3 separate regions of the Mus musculus genome follow, and all the other regions are linked to region 2. Evidence: chromatin contacts called from public Hi-C and HiChIP or PLAC-seq data. All regions are on one chromosome and are shown on one strand. Each heading gives the region's core, a stretch centred on a gene start, on an enhancer-like site or on the middle of the called end of the contact. The rest is flanking DNA. Distances are from core to core; before and after follow the strand shown.

The links. A called contact is a pair of places that touch in the nucleus more often than the background predicts. HiChIP or PLAC-seq counts read pairs in DNA pulled down with a chosen protein or histone mark.
Region 1: a contact with region 2 is called in a Hi-C map of bone marrow-derived macrophages, with 26 read pairs. The contact joins two enhancer-like sites. A contact is called at or near these places in 1 of 484 Hi-C or Micro-C datasets (bone marrow-derived macrophages), 5 of 115 datasets of contacts at active chromatin or transcription factors (bone marrow-derived dendritic cells, bone marrow-derived macrophages, embryonic stem cells and 1 more) and 3 of 9 other capture datasets (adipose tissue, liver and pancreatic islet).
Region 3: an H3K4me3 HiChIP or PLAC-seq map of bone marrow-derived macrophages shows a contact between it and region 2, with 3 times the contacts expected there. The contact joins two enhancer-like sites. A contact is called at or near these places in 7 of 484 Hi-C or Micro-C datasets (bone marrow-derived macrophages, cerebral cortex, embryonic somatosensory cortex and 3 more) and 5 of 115 datasets of contacts at active chromatin or transcription factors (acute myeloid leukemia, bone marrow-derived macrophages, embryonic stem cells and 2 more).

What each region holds. Positions count from the first base shown.
Region 1 is chr8:34,916,069-34,919,996 of GRCm38.p6, forward strand. Tnks (tankyrase, TRF1-interacting ankyrin-related ADP-ribose polymerase) reads right to left here. Exons shown (of 27, transcript NM_175091.3): 3 at 2,311-2,406. Among named protein-coding and RNA genes, the nearest start is that of Tnks, 48 kb to the right of the region's middle. Within about 2 kb of position 2,638, at least 38 of the 459 cell types and tissues checked have an H3K27ac peak or open chromatin away from gene starts, as enhancers often do. A contact at or near this core is called in bone marrow-derived macrophages, where this site is marked.
Region 2 is chr8:35,157,595-35,161,479 of GRCm38.p6, forward strand. No RefSeq gene overlaps it. Among named protein-coding and RNA genes, the nearest start is that of Gm34474, 59 kb to the right of the region's middle. Within about 2 kb of position 1,942, at least 32 of the 459 cell types and tissues checked have an H3K27ac peak or open chromatin away from gene starts, as enhancers often do. A contact at or near this core is called in bone marrow-derived macrophages, where this site is marked.
Region 3 is chr8:34,943,662-34,947,652 of GRCm38.p6, forward strand. All of the region lies in intron 1 of Tnks (tankyrase, TRF1-interacting ankyrin-related ADP-ribose polymerase), which reads right to left. Among named protein-coding and RNA genes, the nearest start is that of Tnks, 20 kb to the right of the region's middle. Within about 2 kb of position 1,635, at least 55 of the 459 cell types and tissues checked have an H3K27ac peak or open chromatin away from gene starts, as enhancers often do. A contact at or near this core is called in bone marrow-derived macrophages, where this site is marked.

The sequences.
Region 1 (3,928 bases), core at 1,388-3,887, 240 kb before region 2:
ATGTGGTGATGGTCAACTGTCCTACTGACAGTCTGTGTGCTTTTTACAGCAGTCTTTATATTTTAAAAAAAAAAATCAATCACACACACACCGTTAATGTTCTATAAAAAGAGATTTACTCTTTGTTCATTTGCTTTAAGGTATACCTGCGCATCGTTTGGCTCATGTAGCAAATTTGTAACATAAATGATAGACTATCAGATCTTCAGCACCTAAATATCCACAGAGAAATTAAAGAAAGAAAATCACTCTCAAGTTATATAATAGCACTGCAACTCCTCTGGAGTAAGAATGAGACTTGGAGTGAGCCTAACACCTCTAAGACGCCCCTTCAAGAGCCTCCCTCCCCTTCAGGACAGTGTGAGGAGGACTGAACGTGAGCTTTGCATTTACTAGACAAGAGTGGGTCGCGCTGAGCCTTCTTCCCTTTGTAAAACCAATGCTTAATTTTCTAAAATGTAGTTTGAGAAATAATATTTCCATCGTAACTGCATCAGAAAGAATTCCTCAGTAACAAGCACATACGGGCAGAAAACCACTCTGAAACAGCTCACCTGAGTGTTTGCTTAATGTATGTCATAGAATGAATGTGCAGTAGGAGGACAGTTTATATTTCCAAGGGAACTATTATTCTAAACTTTTTTCCTTAAACCACAACTGAAAGAAAAGTTGCCTCAAAAATATTTTTAGAAAAAACAGTGCAAGCAGCAGTTAAATATTAGTAGCAAAATACAGAAAACTAGAATCTTTCCATCTAAGCAGAGTGCAATGCTAGACAGTGTTCAAATCAAATATGCTATCTGTCCTCCACCATACTCCAGCCTCTTCAAGCAAGCATGCCAAAGCTGTACCCTAAAATGATCTTCTCTGACCTGCAGTGAAAATTAGGAGACAGCTTCTTACGGTTAGTGGCTTATATCTAAACCTATGTCTTTCAAACAGTCCTACAGGCAATGACGCATTAAATGCACCTAACAAATAGACAGGCAGGCAGAGAGCCGGAGAAGAGGAAAGGTCAGGGGGAGGACACTCAGAAATACAGTCTTGCTTAGCCCTTGGCACATACTATAGCAGCTATGAGAGGAGCTGTTTCTATACTGTCTTTCTCCTCCGGCCAGAGACCACGGAAGGCTGCTATTCTGTTGCACATGACTGTTTAATAAGAGACTGAAGGTTTCAGGACCAGGCAGGTCAGAGACAAATCAGGTAGGCCCGATTTCATCATTTAAAACTGTGCAGTAACTTTATCTCCACTGATTTAAAAAGCTTTATTCCTCTGGTATATGCTCTCCTCATGTAGCAACTCATTTCATCTTTAATTAATTGAGAAATATCAGATTACTCTGATTTAGCAGTGATTATATTAATTTTAGCACAGTGGGAAGTTGTCGTTCCACGTAGAGTAATTAAGCAAAATTCCATATATTTTTAAAGCTTTCTGTACATAAATGCCTTCTATTCACTTCACAATCTCTATTAAGAGTGCACAGCAGATTGATAACTTAAACACAGTTAAAGCTCTCTTCTACACAATCTATAACAGCACTGTTAGCAGTGCAGTGACTAGGAGGCTCCACATCACAGAGTAAAGGAGGGCAAAGGCAGCAGGACCGGTATGCTGAGAACAAAACCAAACAGAGCCAATGCAGCACTGAGAACGAAGATCAATGAGAACAGCAGCTCAAAATCTAGCCGTTAAACATAATCTTGCCGACCATGACGAAGGGTGCTCTCTACCCTCAGGGTCTCCTCTGTGATGGTTCTTGGCATTTACTTTTATAAAATTAATAAGCCCCAAATCTGCATTACAGAAGTAGAAAGACAATATATTACCCCAATCTAAAAAACTTGGCTATCAGGGTAAAAAGTACAAAGATATAATGAAATATATAAAAGTGGGTGAGGAGAGCACCCAAGTGTAGCTGTTGACCCCAGGGATAAGGCAGCAGGTTGTCTTCCCAATGAAAACTACTTTTACAGTAACACAAATGCCCTTGTCTGCTCAACAGTGAAGGGCTTTAAAAAACCAGCCGAGAAGAGGAGGTAGAGGAAAACTGTGATGTAAGCCATAAAACTGACAAAATATGAGAAACACTATGATGTAATGCTGTAATTCTCAGTGCTATAAGCAGTAAAATTAAGATATATCAATCTATATGATATATACATATATAGGTATATATCTCAACACAATTAATAAGATGCACATCCAATCAATAAGATTTTTAGTATTTTCTTAGCTTCATTAGTGGAAAAATATTCAGTGCATGAAAATCTTATAAAATCAGCCTCCTAGCGCTGGCTCCTTACCTGTGAGGACAGCTTTTGCTGAAGGATCTGCCAGGTCCAGAGCTGATTTCCCATCGGTGTTCCGGATGTTTGGATCGGCTCCGTGCTGCAGCAGCACTGTGCAGGGAAAGCACAAACAGTATCTTACCTCGGGGATACAGAGATTATTTACTGCTAAGTGTCGCCTCGGCATGGTGTAGGCATAAACATACATTGCACAATTTTTTCTCTTTCAAGAAAAGAAAAATGAAAGAAAAAGGGGAACAAAAGCACTGCAGCAAAGGATCTTCTCTAGAGTAAAGCAAAGTTGGCAACTTATGGTACAGTATTATCACATGACTTGACATCATAACCATGAAACTAGAAGCTTGCCCCGGACGGTCCTGCTTTGCCTCCCAAGGAAGCAGTATGGGAGCTGTGTGCGTGTTCCCTGCCTCGCTCTGTGAGCTGTGCTAGCTGAAGCTGCCCTGCCTTTACTACCACTGTGACTGCTTGTTGCTGCTGCTGCTGCTGCTGCTGCTTCGCTGCTGAATCTCCAACACGTCCTCTCTCAGAAGAGTTGTAACCCTGTGCAAGGCTTTTAGTGGCTCAGTGCTCACATATGAAACTCACCATAGACACACTGGCTTGTTTCCAGAAGTTTAACAGACACAGTAATGCGTGCAACGCCAGCTCTTGCAGCCATGCTACAAAAAAGAACTCTATCCTGTATTATGATCCTCCATCAAATTTCTAGAACTAAAAACCCAATCACTGAAATTCATGTAACAAAGGTATTTCATAAAAACTACAGAGACTCCTTAAGATTCAGACCCTCCTATAAGTGAGTGGGCAGTAGATAAAATATGGATATGGCATTTGGGAAGTGTCTAATGCCAACTAAACCACTGCTGTGTAAGAGCAGAGCCCCAGAGACCACGGGAGTGCTACTACCCATCTGATATTTAAACAGTGAACAGGTTAGGCATCTTTAGTCAAAAACCTGAAATTCAAGGTGAGGAAAGTGAATCCTCTGAGCACCTACATAGCCACCTCTGACACCATGATAGGGGAACACTTAAGTGTATACTGAATCACTTTTTTCTACATTTACTGGGGGTGGGGACACAATGTAGAAGTAAGAGGACAATCACTTCTACATGTTGATCCCAGGGATTAAATTCAGGTCCTGAGGCCTGGTGACATGTGTCTTTACCCACTGAGCCAGCTCATTGGCCACTGCTTGTTTTTTTTTTCCCTAAGCAATAAAAATTTTCATTCTTTAGCGAAATATACACTAAGCAACCAAATTTAAACTAATACTCTTCCATTTTAGAACTCTCATTAACATACATGGGATTTAACCAATGAGAGGGCTAAGAATGTAGCTCATTTGGTAGACTGTATGCTTACCATGGTATATGTGAAACACAAATAAATCTCGCATTGAGGCCTGGATTCCAACCTCAAAACATCTCATGCTATATATATGCAAATATTCCAACTCCTCAGGTGGGGTGGGTCTGAACGCCAAAGCACTTAGGTCTCACGCATTTTATTTAGATGAGGGAAACTTACATCTTACATAAGAGTTTTAGGGCTGAAATGGTGGCTCTGCTGGTGAAATGCTTGTTACATAAGCATGAAGAGCCAGGTTCTG
Region 2 (3,885 bases), core at 692-3,191:
TAACGGAGAGGGCTCAACCACTGAGATGAGAGAATGCCAGGGATAAAATGTCTTCTGATAGATGGAGGCTGTCAGTGCCCAGCCTGCATGCTAAAGGCAGTTTTCTTTCACTTCCTAAGAAACCCAACATTGCCAGCTTCTAGCAGGAACTTGCAGTGTTTATACAAACACACATTTTTTTTAAAATTTTATTTTAAACTGTGCTTCTTAAATGTAAAGATGTTTTCTTGTCTGCCCAAGTTTGTGGGCGAGCATATGGTCACAGCAACACATCCTGTCAGATCGATGTGGTGTGCCATGTGTTACCCTGTGTTTCACATCATCTCTGGTGACTGAAGAATGGCCCCTATCCTCCACCTTGCCTCAGCTCATGGAGGCAGTATGTGGGAGATGCGCAGCCTGCATGTCCAAGCCAAAGCCATCACTGAGTTTTGTTCTGCAGAATTGATCTTCCTGGGACAGCCTGATCTTCACCGCGGAAGGCATTTCCAGTGCGTCTCAGCTTTCAGTACATTCTCCTCGGCTTCTGCCTCTCCTCTAAGACACAGACATTTACACGCAGAGCCAGGATGAAGGGTGAGAGGCACGCCTCACAGTTCCCTTTGACTAATCATTTAAGAACCAGCATGACCCCGCTTCCCTTCCCGAGGCATGTCAGCCTTCTTCACAAAGAGATGGATTCTGCCGTTCAGAAATATTCTGATTTACCCCCAACTCTCTCTCAGCCCATTTCTGGTCATTTACAGAAAACAAAACAAAACCAAAAAACGACCCAGGTTGTTCACAATCAGCAATATACTCATTTCAGGAAAATTCTAAAAGCCAGTGAGGCAGTCATTTAGAATGTGAGCTTCGTATCCCACAGCTCTGAAATTACACATAATGGGCAAGCTCCCAAGGCCAGCTCACAAAAGCCTACTTACCTAGCTCCACAGACAAACCACGAGGAGTGATGGGTTTCTGTCGGAATGCCTGGCTTATACCAACTGGGAAGTCGACAGGCAGAGTAAAGTAAGTCTTGAGCTTGCTTCTACCTCACTGTTAGGATTTGGAAGCTGGGTACCAGTGAGCCAGCCCCCAGAGAGGTCAGAGATGGTTACTAAGTCACCTCTCAAATCCTAGGAACTTCCAAAGGACCAGATCATTCTAATTTAGAATGCAGAGCCTACGGATGCAGAGCCTCACTCAATTCAGTAGCCTGAACCAAGCAGGGTCAGATAAAACTGCTGCTCTAGTCTGCGCTTTCTCCTGGTCTTCCTCTTCACTGACTATGTCCCAGCCTTGGAAACATATGCATGCTACAATTTTTTCAACCAGAAACAAAATTACTCTAACAGCAAAGATGACCCATTTCTTAGTGACACACAGTGACGAGAAGATGGCGACCGGGCAGAGCAGTGTCTGAGGGCTGGTCCTACTCAAGAAAAAGGCACGGTTTGGCTGCATGAGCCCTGTAAGACAGTGGCTGCTTGCTTGTGAAATGAATGCTGTACCTGCCCATACTTCGAGCAAGAAGCCACCAAGTTCTTTGACCTTGTGCACGGCTCAGATTGATGCCATAATCCACCGAATATCGAGGCAATTCGGTAGCAGGGTGGAAACACTCTGTGCGGTAGAGGAGAGAGAGAGAGAGAGAGAGAGAGAGAGAGAGAGAGAGAGAGAGAGAGAGAGAGAGAGAGAGAGAGAGAGAGAGAGAGAGAGAGAGAGAGAGAGAGAGAGAGAGTTTGGCCTTTCTGGATCACGTCGGGGAGCAGTAACATCTACCCCTACAGCACCAGAGTGGAAACCTAACCAGAGAATCCTAGAAAAGTTAAGAGGGTTGGTTGGTGAGTTTTGTTACAAGAATCACTGCGTAAAGCCACCTATTTCCTGCTGCTGCTTTCCCTTCAGACTCACAGCGCCTCCTGGTTCTGATTTCGGGGCCGCGTTTCAATCGCCCCCTGGTGGACAGCAGGAACATTACTTTGGAAGTGGATGTAGGAGTGAAATTTCCCTTAAAAAATGCTTCTTTGGTCAAGGCTGACCAAATCATTGGGCAAAACTAGTAGATTTTTAAAGAATGTAGGTAGCCGAAGAACTCTCTGTCTTCCCAGGACCCTCCGCCCCCACCCCGGTGCTCACTCTGGAAAAGACGTGTGTCTGAATTTACCCTGCACATGACCTTGCCAACTAGGGATCCAACCAACAAGATGTGTCCAGATTGTGGTGACCACAGAGCACAGTGCTCATCAATAGAACGGCCTTTTCTTTTCTTTTTCTTTTTAAAATTGATTAAGTTATTGATTAACATTTAGATCGAAGCTTCCCCTCCCACCTCTCTTCCTAGCCCCTCCCTCTCATCCCCACCCCCTCCCGTTAGCCTCAGAAAGGATACGACCCCCTTGGCCATCCAATCATCTTTCACAGGCCTTGAATATCAGATATCCTGGATATTAGACATTACATTATGATTCATAACAGAAGAAAAATTACAGTTACGAAGTAGCGACAGAAATAATGTCATAGGCGGGGTGGGGATGGGATGTCACCACAACATGAGGAATTGTATTAAAGGGTTGCAGCATTACGAAGGCTGAGAGCTACTACTCTGGGCAGTTGGATAGCCATGACTTTTGCTTCCTCCTCTAGGGTCAGTCTTTGCCAGCAATCTTGGGGCCCTCCCCTGAATCTTTCTAACAGATGAGCAATCAGTCAAGAACGTGAACAACTTGCTCCAAATCCCAGGAAACTGTTGAGCATCTGACCGTGACAGAAAGGAATGAGACATGTTCCCATCATGACAAGCTGCTCACCAGCACTGCCTTGGAGCCGGGCTCAGAGAGAACCGGCGGCCTGGCTGGGATTTGCTGGGGGAGTGGCCAGTGCAGGCTGCTCCATAGGCAAACACCCACGCCCCTTCTGGAGCGCGCCACCCTTACCTTGGGCTCTAGCTCTCACGGAATGTTGCGGTTTTTGTATTGCCTGGGTTTGTACAATAGCGATACTCTTCCGGAGAAAAGACTAATGTTGATACCAGGAGCTAGAGGGAGGAGGGTCAGACGTTTAAGATCACCCTCAGCCATGTAATGAGTTAGGGGTTAGCCTGGGCTACATGAGACTGGCTGCCGTTAAAAAAGCGAGGGCGCCTGGAGAGATGGCTCAGCAGTTAAGGATGTTTGCTGCTCGTCCAAAGCATCTGGGTTTGGTTCCCTGAATCCATACTGAACAGCTCACTACTGCTTGTAACTCTAGCTGCACTGCAGCTGGTCCTTTAAGGAGTCTGGACTACAATGGAGATCTGCTATTGTTTCTTTCCAGCTGTTACAGGAAGGCAACTTTTGTTGCATTAAGGTCCTGAAAAATGTAGGGACACACCCTGTGAGGGTTTGTATGTTTGGCCCAAGAAGTAGCACTATTAGGAGGTGTAGCCTTGTTGGAGTAGGTGTGTCACTGTGGGAGTGGGCTTTAATACCTTCGTCCTAACTGCCTGGAGGTCAGTATTCTGCTAGCGGCCTTCAGATAAAGATGTGGAACTCTCAGCTCTTCTTGCACCACGCCTGCCTGGATGCTGACATGCTCCTGGCCTGGTGACAATGGACTGAACCCCTGAACCTGTAAGCCAGCCCCTATTAAATGTTGTCCTTCTAAGACTTGCCTTGGTCATGGTGTCTGTTCACAGCAGTAAAACCCTAACTAAGACACACCCTATCTTGTATTCCTTGACAGTGGGTACAGGAAGGAGAGGTTTACCTGTGAGACCCACAGTGGAGATCCAGGAGCCACTCGAATGTGCTGTGACAACTGCTCTTCTTCTTTGGGGTTATAGTTTACTGAAGTTCCTGAACCCTGCTCCCCCTCTGCAGCCCAAATCAAGTAGAGCTAAGTCCTGACAGTTTGTTTTATAAA
Region 3 (3,991 bases), core at 385-2,884, 210 kb before region 2:
ATCTGAATCTCCCATACCCACGTTAGGAAAAAAGAAGAAAGCTGGGAACTTGGTGTGGGACAGAGGGATCCCTGGAGCTACAGGCTCAACAAAGAGACCCAGTCTCAAAAACTAAGATGGAAGGTGACTGCAGAACACCCAGCATGGACCTCTGCCCTCCGTATGAACACACAGACACACACAGACAGACTAACAGACAGACAGACAGACAGACACACACACACACACACACACACACAAATCACAATAAAAAGTAAAGAATCAAGAACAAAATCAGAGGCAACTAGTTAAGGACACTCCTGCTCTCCTGTCTAACAATAAAGATCTGGCACAGAGTTAGAAGGCAAGGACAGCTGGGTCCCAAATTCTGGGTGAGCACCTTGGTCTGTGAGGGTCCAAGTGGGAAAGACGTAAGCCAACAGCTAGACACTCATCCAACGACCTTACTAGTCCTCTGGGCCTCATCTTCGCATGCCTGCTGTTGACATCAGCTAGCATAGAGAGACCACAGGATAGACCCTTCCTCAAATGCAAGCTCCTTACCTGGGCTCGCAGAATGCCAGTGGCCTGACCTGACTGATGTCACCTAATCCATCATTGTCTTTTCTGTCCCAACAGGAACAAAGCAACAAGCCTTCAAACTCCCCAGGAGCCTTGCTTCTCATAATGGGAAGGGTTGGGTTGTGATGGTCGAGGGAGGGAGGGACAGAACCGAGACTGTAGGACCTCTACCACTGCTCAGTACTATTGTGCCAGAACAGCAGACTGGACACATGGCCAGCTCTCTCTGGTTTCACTATTCTGATATAAAATTGAGCTACCCCTGTCCAGGAGCAGTAGAATGTAAGTAGAGTGTAAGATGATTTGTAAATTTCAGCACATGTTTGCTGGTAAATAATGTCATTTCACATATTTAAAGAAAACAAAAAATGTACTTTAAGGAAAAACTAAATTCAAAGTACAAGGCCTAACTAAATACACTTAGCAACATTCTTAAAGAACTGATTTTAAAGTATTATAATTAAGGCCCTTTGAAGTGTTTCAGTACAAGATGTAGGGCCACGGGTATTTATTCCCCAGGTCTGAGCTAAAAAACCAGGAAAAGTCATTCCACTTAACATTTAACATTTTAAGCTTGCCTACAATTAAAATCTGCAAGAAACAACCTTAAACCTTAACGGTAACATGAACAATGTTATCAAAAAAGAAAACCCAAAGGCGTTTGGTGTAATATAAACTGAAATATTTTATAAACAGTAGCAAACAACAGACTAAGAAGGCATTTTCTTCCTAACCTGACTACCAACAAAGCAACGAGCACTGGATCACAATAGCAAAGTTCATATTACATGTCATTTTTTAATTTTTCTGTAAGTATTGTAAGATCCAAGAACACCCAAAAGACAAAGAGTAAAGTAAGCTTGAAATTGTCAAGAACACTGACATAAAAGATAAACGGGCTTTTAGTGACAGAGGATCCACGAGATACCTTAGAAGGGAAGGTATCAGTGATCTACTGTTTACGTAATTCCAGCCACAAGACTGGCCTCATTGGCTCTCTACTGCTGGGATCAAACACCACCAAAGGCAGCTTGGGGATCAAAGGGTTTGTGTGGCTTCCCACTTCACAGTCCAACATGAAGGGAAGTAGTCAGGAAACAGGAAGTGAAACCAAGACCCATGGAGAAGAAACCCTCCTTACTGGTGTCTGTCCCCTTTGCATGGCTTGCTCAGCCCCGTTTCTTTTTCTTTCTTTTTTTTTTAAAGATTTATTTATTTATTATATGTAAGTACACTGTAGCTGTCTTCAGACACTCCTGAAGAAGGAGTCAGCTCTCATTACGGATGGTTGTGAGCAACCATGTGGTTGCTGGGATTTGGACTCAGGACCTTGGGAAGTTGATGCTCTTAACCACTGAGCTATCTCACCAGCCCAACAGCCCTGTTTCTTATAAGAATTACCATCAACTACCCAGGAATGGCTCCACCCACAGTGGGCTGGGGTTCTCCCACATCCATCAGTAATCAAAAAATTGCCTCACAGACTTGCACACGAGCCAATCTGATGGAGAAAACTCCTAAACCTAGAGTCCCTCTCCTCCCAGATATGCCTGTGTCACGTTCACAAAAATTAGCAACACAGAAGCTTTTGAACAATAACTGTAGAGCTTTTAAACACTTTTCTCCCCAGGGTATTCAGTGGCTCCCTAACATCACTGCCTACTCCAGAGGGTCCAGACATGGAGGAACTTCTAACTCTAAGTTCATTCTGAATCATGTGCATCCTGGCTGATGTGTGGAAGGCAGCTGCTGTTTATCTCACGACAGCTCCACCACCATGCCTTCACTCTCATTCTGTCCACTTTCTTCTTCTGACATGTTTTTAGGTATTTGGGTTTACTGTATTTTACGGAAGAAATGTGTATGCTGTTGTGAACATCTGTACTGGGAACTGCGGAAAGAACCTCCACCTTACTTGTCTTCTATGTACCAACTGGTTTACCTCATCTAATACACAACAAAGCACAGACACCTAGTTAGAAGTTTCTGATTACTCTGTAATATACCATCCAATGACAAATATTTTATATTTAACGTTATTGCTTCCTCTTCTAGCTTTCATTGTAACTATATTAGCTTTTAATCCTTAGAAGATAAACTAGCTTCTGATTGGTTCATCAAAAGTCACAAAGGAGTATATTTCCCTGTTGATTTCTCATTTGTCAAAAGCAGACCCTAGCTGAAAATTATTCTATCTTATAGAACCTGGTTTGGGGAGGGAGAGGGGGAGAGAGAGGGAGAGAGGTAGAGAGAGGGAGAGAATGCTAAAGTACAGAGAACTAAAGGAGTGCTTTCTCCAAACCCAACAGAGAAACTACCAGAAACAAAAAAGGTAAGAAACAGGGAGTAAAAATAAACTGTCCCAAGAAAAAAAGATGGTTAAATTCCAACGCAAAAAGATTAGCTCAACAGCAGAAGGTAATTATCCTGCCTAGGCAGGCGATGGACCAGAGAAGGCCTACACTCAACACCAGCACTGTGTCTCCTTTGCTGCTGTGAATATGAAGACAGGATTTCCCACTGCAGCGCTAGCCAAAAGTAGAGGGATATATCAAGGGGAAATACTGCAATCGGACCAGAGGGCCAAGTGCACAATTACATCGAAGGTGACAGCATTTTTAAAAAGCAAAGTTTGGAAAATGGTGATAAAAGAAATCACACTGGGGCGTTCGCTCTCTGTCCTAGCCCCATCTATCGCCATTTTCCACAACCTAGAATGCATACTTCACTCCTCAGCCCAAGCTCCTTAAGAACTCTTCCAGGAGGCTCTGAAACAGGTACAAAAGGCAAGCATTCAGTAAGATACCAGAGTAATGAGGGTAGGAAGAGAAGAAGCTCTGCAAAAATGACACTTCTCACAGCTGACGGAAGTTCTAACTTCCAGACTTCGGGAGCTCACAGGTTGCAGTGAGGACAGACAGACACTACAGAAGCAGTCTAACGTCAACTACTAAAAACTTCCTAAGTCCTTCAGAAAGAAAATGCAGAACAACAAGAAAACGAAAACTAAGTGGAGAATAGAAACAGTGGCACACACACACACACACCAATGCATCAGAAGGCAGAAAACTGCCACCACTTGGAATCTGTCAGTAGTTTTCAGTCCACCCTCCTTTATCTCAGAGAGCTACAGACAGTGGAGAAAGAAAACACTAAATGCAACCCAATGAATAAATCATAATTAGAAGCCCAGAGAAAAAACACACAAAAACACTAATACAATTTTTAAAAACCCTCAAGCTTTATTTTATCTTAATTCTAAGCAACTGAACCATTTTTAGAATAGTTCTTTAAATCTATACCTCTCAGTGCACAGCAAAGCAAACTCTAGAAAGACTAACATAAAATGAAGAAAGAGTGTCGGTAGACACATCACCTCAGGGGAAAAGGAGACAAAAAAAAAGCTTTAAAGGCAGTAAATCTAGGGAAT